Regions from separate parts of the Sus scrofa genome. Here region 2 is linked to region 1. A link is a contact called in public HiChIP or PLAC-seq data. All regions are on one chromosome and are shown on one strand. The core of a region is the stretch at or near the end of the contact, and the rest is flanking DNA. Distances in the headings are between cores, read along the strand shown. Region 1 overlaps TRPM7 (transient receptor potential cation channel subfamily M member 7). Region 2 overlaps USP8 (ubiquitin carboxyl-terminal hydrolase 8).

Region 1 (4,081 bases), core at 825-3,324:
CAAAAAATAGCAACTATTAGGTTCCTATTGGTTTCCTCAGCATAAACTACAGTGTTAAGTACTCAATAGATACCCATTAAACAGGTAAACTTTCTTAAGGTCTCAATATCAGTCCATCTTTTTTTTTTTTTTTAAGGGCCGCACCCGCGGCATATGGAGGTTCCCAGGCTAGGGGTCTAACTGGAGCTGGTGCTGCCAGCCTACACCAGAGCCACAGCAACACCAGATCCAAGCTGCATCTGCAACCTACACCACAGCTCACAGCAACACCAGATCCTTAATCCAGTGAGAGAGGCCAGGGATCGAACCCGCAACCTCATGGTTCCTAGTCGGATTCGTTTCCTTTGCACCATGACGAAAACTCCAGTCCATCAATTTTTTAAAAAGAGCCTTAACTGTTCTACCTTTTATAATACACTAGTACAATGTGGGAGAGATAAGGGATGGTACAACACTGAAGAAGAGATTTTATGTTGTGAAATGTCATTAAAAACTCCATAATGCTGATATCTTGCTAATGATAGCCCCTTCTTCTAATCCTAAAAGAATTAATAACAGTAAGTATAAAAAGAGTAATTGCAAAAATAATTTATTTTAATAAACAAACACCGATATAATTTTCATCTAAATTTCTAGAAGAACCTAAATGAAAGAAAAGTATCCTTACCTGTGAGGGTCTTTGGAACTCGGTATAATATACACACATTCCCTCTTGGTCAAAGTGCTTTCTATCCAGGATTTCTGGGACTAAAATAAAGTTTAAAAAGACAGTTTACAAATTAACTCACTAATATTACAAGGAGAATTTAATGATAAGTACATCAAAATAATTTAATATTTTAATTCACTAAATATTTACTATATACATTTTTACTGATGACAGCATACCTAAAATATTAAATTCATTCCATTTAAATGTAGTTGAGATTAACATTACTAAATCAGCAGTGCTATGCAGATACTTTTGCTTCAAATAACCAGACAGAAGGGAAATCAAGTTTGAGATTCCTACTGTGAGCCAAAAACTTCAAGAGGGGCTGATATGATCCTGGTAAGTGGATCATTTAAAAACCAATTAAAAGTGATTGTCAAAGTGGTGCGTTAGCTATAATTTTCAAGCAATTAAAGGGGAGAAGGAGTATCAGCATAATCTTTCATTACAAGTTTTACCTTTAGGAAATCTTAAAAGTTCTTACTGATCCCTATTACTCAAGATAATGACAATACCTTATATTTTTGTAAGATTTTATAATTTAGAAAACATTTCTATGCATAGAATTTCTTTTTGCTGTCAGAATCTTTTTTGACCAGTTGCTGAACAACATGGTACATTTCTAGGATAAGTAGGGCTTTATACATAGAAATGAAGCAGAGACAATTGTAACAAAGGTCAAGTTAAAGAAAACGATTAATAATAACATCAAGACCCTTGTGTTCATTAGCCTTTCAACAAGATCCATAGTATTCTTAAAATTTGGGGGAAGAGATAAAAGCATTAGCCTCCACTGAGAAATTTGAAAAGATGTTAAAACACTTCCATGAGACATTGGCCTTGTCTTTTCCAAGCTGTTAGAGTCCATTTAAATTCACTGTCTTATATTAATAAGAAAATATTGGGATGCATAACTTTTTAATAATAATTTTTATTTTTTCCATTATAGCTGGTTTACAGTGTTGTCAATTATCTACCATACAGCAAGATGACCCAGTTACACACAAATGCATACATTCTTTTTTCTCACATTATCATGCTCCATCATAAGTGACTAGATATAGTTCCCAGTGCTATACAGCAGGATCTCACTGCTTATCCATTTGGATTGTATAACTTTTAATACGTTTTACATAATTTTTTCTATACAGTAAGTGGGCAGAGCCTGTTAACCTAAGTCATAATTGTCACAAAAAATATTTACTCCAAGTTTTCACTAGTCTGTTCCTTGTTTCATATAGTGTTTTTGGTAAAAATTTTTTAAAAAAAAGGCAGAAGTTCCCACTGTGGCCCAGCAGTAATGAACCCGACTACTATCCATGAGGACACCAAATCCTTAACCCACTGAGTGAGGCCAGTAGTCAAACCCACATCCTAGTGAATATTCGTTGGGTTCTTAATCTGCTGAGTCACAACAGGAACTCCCACCTACTTTCCATTTCAATGAGAAAATTGAAGCAACAAGAAGAAAACTTCTATAAACTTCTACCATATCTGTCCATCAATGAGTATTTATACCCACCCATTCTGCCTTCCTTCCTATGACTGTGCTCCTATTTAAGTCTAGCCATACCTCCTGTGCCCTAGACTTCATATCCTTACTAACTCTCTATCAAGTCTCCCTTTTTTTCCTTATTAACTCATTTCCATCTGCATGCAACATGCTATATATTATACTCCCCATTTTAAACACAACAAATCTTTGCTTGACTCAACTTGTCCCTCAAGCTAACACACCATGTTTCTGCCTCCATCTACAGTAAAGATCACTGGAAAGTGTTTCCCTCTTCTACACTTTCTAAAACTCATTCCAGTTTGGCTTTCAAGGAAACCACTCTCCTGAAATTAGCTCTGAAGACATCACCAATGACTTTCTCTAAATCCAAAGATCAAACTTTCAGGACTCATCTTCTTTTTTAGGCTTTTATTTTTTTTCTATTATAGTTGATTTACATTGTTCGGTCAATTTCTGCTGTACAGCAAAGTGACCCAGTCATACATACATACATATTACACATTCTTTTTCTTACATTGTCCTCCATCATGTTCCATCATTAGTGACTAGACATAGTTCCCTGTGCTATATACAGTAGAGGACCATCTTCATTGATATATCAGCAGCATTTAACAAAATCAATCATTCTCATCTTAAAACTTTTTCATCAGCTTTTCTGGCTACTCCTTTTATCTCTTTTAGTTTTTCCTCCTCTCCCTAATCTTTGGCTACTCCTTTTATCCCTTCACTGGCTACTCCTTTTATCTCTTTTAGTTTTTCCTCCTCTCCCTAATCTTTGGACTTCTTTTCTCCAATTAAATTCACTCTTTTAGTGCTCACACCCAGTTTACCATCAATACACTGGATGACTCTATATATTTCCATGTCAAACCTTTCCCTGAACTCCAAGCTCACACATATCCAACTGCCTACTCAACAGCTTCATTTTGATGTCTAATAGGCATCTCAAACTTAACCTGGACAAAACTGAGCTCATCTTTCTCAGTCTTCCCCAGCTCAGTAAATATTAAGTCTATTTTCTAGTTGTATTTTTTTAAGGCAAAAAATCTTAGTGTTATTTTTGATTTCCTCTTTTAATATACTTCATATATAATCCCATGACAAAACCTGTCAGCTTGCCTCCAAAACACATCTAGAATCCACTCGCTTCTCACACTTCCACTGCTACTACCCTGATTCAAGCCATCATCACCTCTTGCCTGGTTTACTCCAGAAATCGGTCATGCCACCCTTGCAAACTTGCAGTTTATTCCTCAAGAGACGAAGTAATTCTTTTAAAATATGTCATTATATTTACTCAAAAGAGTTTTATAAAAGCCAAAGTCCTTACAGTAACTTCTAAGGTTCTACTGCTCTGCACCTCTGCATCTGCTTCACTACTTTCATTCTATCACCTCCTTCAGGTCTTTGAGCCAAAGTTACCTCCTGAATGAGGCTTACGCTATTTAATAACGCAATCTCCACACACACCCCTTACACAATTATAGAGCAATGGAACCATTCCCAGGATCACACTGAGAGCACTGTCCTAAGAACCAAAAGATCTGGCCATGTCAGTTAGACTGCTGGTATATTATTGCTTTCCTGGCCTCTTCTCCCATGCCACCACCATAGTACACTAAAGGTAGGCAAAGCATCTGAACCAAAGACATTTATTCACATGACTGCTGCTTACAACTTGGGAAAAAAAAAAAAAAAAAACATTTGGCAGGCACTGACACATAATGATGTGAGGTTGAATTTGTACCAAAACTAACTTAAACTGCTTTAAACTCATGAAATTTTCATTATGCTACTATTTAAAAATGCAGGATTTTGGAGTTCTTGTCATGGCTCAGCAGAAATCAATCTGA
Region 2 (4,081 bases), core at 933-3,432, 150 kb before region 1:
ACCCGCAACCTCATGGTTCCTAGTCGGATTCGTTAACCACTGCGCCACGACGGGAACTCCTTAGGCAGTTACATATGTTAATTTCAACATTGGCATGTTCAAATTCTTCTTGTATAAATTTCCTAGCAGAATCTTGTTGCATCACTTGTCTTCTTCTTGAGGATCATGGAGGTATAAATGATTACACATTTGTTCTGCTAAAAAAAATTTTATAGCCGCACCCATGGCAAATGGAAGTTCCTGGGCCAGGGGTTGAATCTGAACCACAGCTGTGACAACACAGGATCCTTTATTAACCCACTGTGCTGGACAGGGGGTGGGACCTACAACTCTGTAGGGACTGGGGCCACTGCAGTCGGGTTCTTAACCCACTGAACCAATGGCGGGAACTCCTGTTCTGTTAAAATTTTTAATGCTGTTTGTTATTCATGGAGAATATCTAAAAATATAAATTCAATTCAGAATTCAATTGTTTTGCTTTTAGGTTTGTTTACTCTCTTTTTTCCACCTGGTATTTTTTCCTTTCCCTTTTGTAGCTGTGCCCTCAGCATGTGGAAGTTCCTGGGCCAGGGATTGAACCCGAGCCACAGCAGTGATGGCATCGTATCCTTTAATTGCTAGGCCACCTGGGAACTCCCCAGGATTCATTTAAAAAAAAAAAAAAAACTGTGTTCCTGCTGTGTCATAGCAGGATTGGCAGCATCTCCGCAGCACCAGCTCTCAGGTTCAATCCCAGCCTGGCACAGTGAGTTAAAGGATGAGGCATTACTGTAGCTGACCTGGGGTGTAGGTCTCAGTTGTGGCTCAGATCTGATCCCTGGCCCGGGAACTCCATATTACCGTGGGGTGCCAAAAGAGAAAAACATAATAATTCTGAAATAACCATATTACACCAACCAAAATACCAGTTTTTGATGTTTAAAGAAGCAGAGTATGCCAGGGTAATGGAATGCCATTATTTCAATCACTGTTCTAAGTGCCCACGATTTCCAGCTCCAATTTCCCCAAAAGTACAAGTTGAAATTTGGAGCAACGCTCCTCTGTTGATCCCCTGTACTTTTGCAGTGATTAGTGTTAGAAGTGGGGGGTTTTCATAACTTGATGTCTGTAGAAGACTCAACTAATAGCTCTTGCTGGCCTAGGGATTATGGGACCTAGGTGTGGCCCTACTTCTACCACTCCAGCTATTTGACCTGCGACAAGACCATTTAATATCTGTGCACTTCAGTTTCTTCATTTGTAAGCCGGAAATGAAACTAAGTATCTTTTCTTTTTTCCTTTTTTTTTTTTTTTTTTTTGTCTTTTTGTCTTTTTAGGGCCACATCTGTGGCATATAGAGGTTCCTAGTCTAGGGGTTGAATTGGAGCTGTAGCCGCTGGCCTATGCCAGAGGCACAGCAATGCTGGATCCAAGCCACGTCTGTGACCTATACCACAGCTCCCAGCAACACTGGATCTTTAACCCACTGAGTGAGGCCAGGGATCGAACCCGCAACCTCATGGTTCTTAGTCGGATTCGTTTCTACTGGGCCACAATGGGAACTCCAAAACCAAGTGTCTTTAACAGGTCCTTCCATTATCAAAATTCTGAGTATGTATTTGAAATAGATCTTATCCTGTCTAAAAATCTAGATGTTAATTAATTAATTAGGGTTCATTCTGATGTTTTTGGTTTGTAATTGCTGTAATGTTTTGCTCTGCAGTTTTTCCTATGATGGTAGGTGGAAGCAAAAATTACAGACATCTGTGGACTTCCCGTTAGAAAATCTTGACTTGGCACAGTATGTTATTGGTCCAAAGAACAATTTAAAGAAATACAATTTATTTTCTGTTTCGGTAAGTATCTCTTTGAACTAAATACTTTTTCTTTTGAAACAAACTAAAAAAGAAAGTTTCAAGCAGTTGCTTACCTCATAGGAAAGTAAGAATAACAAAAGGCTTTGAAATTATTGACATATTTTAAATAATTCAACTTAAATGGGTTTTCTACCTTTTTGGCACAGAATCACTATGGTGGACTGGATGGAGGTCACTACACTGCCTATTGTAAAAATGCAGCAAGACAGCGATGGTTTAAATTTGATGATCACGAAGTTTCTGATATCTCCATTTCTTCTGTGAAATCTTCAGCAGCTTATATCCTCTTTTATACGTCATTGGGACCACGAGTAACTGATGTTGCCACATAAGGAGAAGTAGGTTATAAGCTAGTTATCTTTTAACAGGCTGAGCAATACAGCCCTTGAAATGCTTATAAAGATACCGGATCGCTATGGCTGGCCATGTAAGGGAATTCTAGGACAGTGAGAGCTGTGTTACTATCACCATATATTTTAGGTCAGTGCTATTAATCAAAAATCTGACCAGTAAAATTTAACAAGTATTGCAGTAAGCATTCCTGACAGGTACCATTTATTTCAAAAAAACTTTTTAAGTTTGCTCTAGAGTTAAAATAATTAACTAGCTAAGCATTATTATTCTGCTGGTCTAAAAACCATTGTATCCTTTATTTTCCGTTTCACTGTTATGGCCTTTTCACATTTCCAAATCTCAGCTTGATCTATGAATACTCTAGAATGATGTAAAGCAGATAGGAATGTATGTGTATATATTTATTGCACACTTGCACATCAAATCGATGTACATAGTATAATATGTGGTCCTTTTGTGAAGCCTAGATCTCAGAGGATTGCTTTTTTTTTCTTCCTTTTGGCCTATCCTGAGTAACTGCAGTGCTTTCTTAGGGAAATGACAGGGCAAAGCTCTTTTTCTGTTGGCTTTGGGCTGTATTTGTGCACTAAACCTTTATTCTAAAAAAATAAATGGAAACTTTTCTTTAATTTTTTAAAATGAGAATTTTCATTTACACCTACATTAAAATCTTAATGAGAAAAATAATTTAAAATCCTGTAAGTGTTCTGTCTTTAATTTTATATTATCACACATAGGACAGAATAACTAAAGATTTTATACACACATACACACACTTTATCCCACTACAGTGACTTAGAATTTAGTTCGCTTACTCTGTTACATCAGTTGATTCCACTCTTCCTTCATCTTGACCCCGAACTACATATAACACTTACGAGTCTCAGGATTGGGAGTCAGATATAATAAAACCAGACTTATTCTATCAAGAGTGTAGAATTCTTTGGATTAAGATTTTAAAAAAAAGAGTCAGGCATGACTGCAAAACTGCATTATAAACCACATCTTTATAAAGTGATGCATTTGGAGTTCCCGTTGTGGCACAGGGCAAACTAATCTGATTAGTATCCACGAGAACATGGGTTCAATCCCTGGCCTCACTCAGTGGGTTAAGGATCTGGTGTTGCCGAGAGCTGTGATGTAGCTCACAGACATGGCTCGGATCTCAAGTTGCTGTGGCTGCGGTGTAGGCTGGTGGCTGTAGCTCTGATTCGACCTCTAGCCTGGGAACTTCCATATGCCATGGGTGCAGCCCTAAAAAGTGGAAAAAAAAAAAAAGTGATTTATTAATAGGAACAGAGGAGCTTAGAATTTCACTTACCTCAGGGACTCAGTTGTTACAGATAAAATCAATATAAACACTCCATATAAAAACAAAATTCTAAAGGTGCTTCTAAAAGATGTCACCACTAGTGGACTCCCAGGAAGAAGATGAAAGGATAGGTTTTGAATTGTGAAACTGACGACTTCATGTACCACAAGTAGTCTGAGATTAAAGCTTCTTGGCTAAATTATCTGATCAAATTAAATATTTTCAGCTCACATTCTAAGCTCACAGAGCCATTCGAACAAAAGTTATTTCGGTTTAGCTCTGTGAAATATCTTCGGAAAATAACTCTTTGGATATAAATAATTATGAGACAGTTTATGGTAAAAAATAAATAAATACCCTAATAAACACTGCACTTTGAAGCCTGAACACAATATGTAGTCTAAGTGCTTTGAAGGCTCCCAGCCCATTGGCATTGCATCATTCTTATGCTGCCTTTTTTTGGTGGTCCAGGACCCATCTTTGTTATAGACTTATAAAAGTTTGCATAATATGCCAGAAAGACTTAAATGTGATGCAGGTAAGTTGCAAGAGTTTTAAT

The links. HiChIP or PLAC-seq counts read pairs in DNA pulled down with a chosen protein or histone mark.
Region 2: an H3K27ac HiChIP or PLAC-seq map of alveolar macrophages shows a contact between it and region 1. The contact joins two enhancer-like sites. A contact is called at or near these places in 1 of 47 Hi-C or Micro-C datasets (embryonic fibroblasts) and 1 of 2 datasets of contacts at active chromatin or transcription factors (alveolar macrophages).

The regions. Positions count from the first base shown.
Region 1 is chr1:121,157,419-121,161,499 of Sscrofa11.1, reverse strand. It overlaps TRPM7 (transient receptor potential cation channel subfamily M member 7), which reads right to left. Exons shown (of 39, transcript XM_021095614.1): 2 at 668-747. Among named protein-coding and RNA genes, the nearest start is that of TRPM7, 13 kb to the right of the region's middle. Within about 2 kb of position 2,074, at least 5 of the 83 cell types and tissues checked have an H3K27ac peak or open chromatin away from gene starts, as enhancers often do. A contact at or near this core is called in alveolar macrophages, where this site is marked.
Region 2 is chr1:121,307,097-121,311,177 of Sscrofa11.1, reverse strand. It overlaps USP8 (ubiquitin carboxyl-terminal hydrolase 8), which reads left to right. Exons shown (of 21, transcript XM_021095635.1): 19 at 1,703-1,835; 20 at 2,003-2,194. The coding sequence ends at 2,188. Among named protein-coding and RNA genes, the nearest start is that of USP50, 36 kb to the right of the region's middle. Within about 2 kb of position 2,182, at least 1 of the 83 cell types and tissues checked has an H3K27ac peak or open chromatin away from gene starts, as enhancers often do. A contact at or near this core is called in alveolar macrophages, where this site is marked.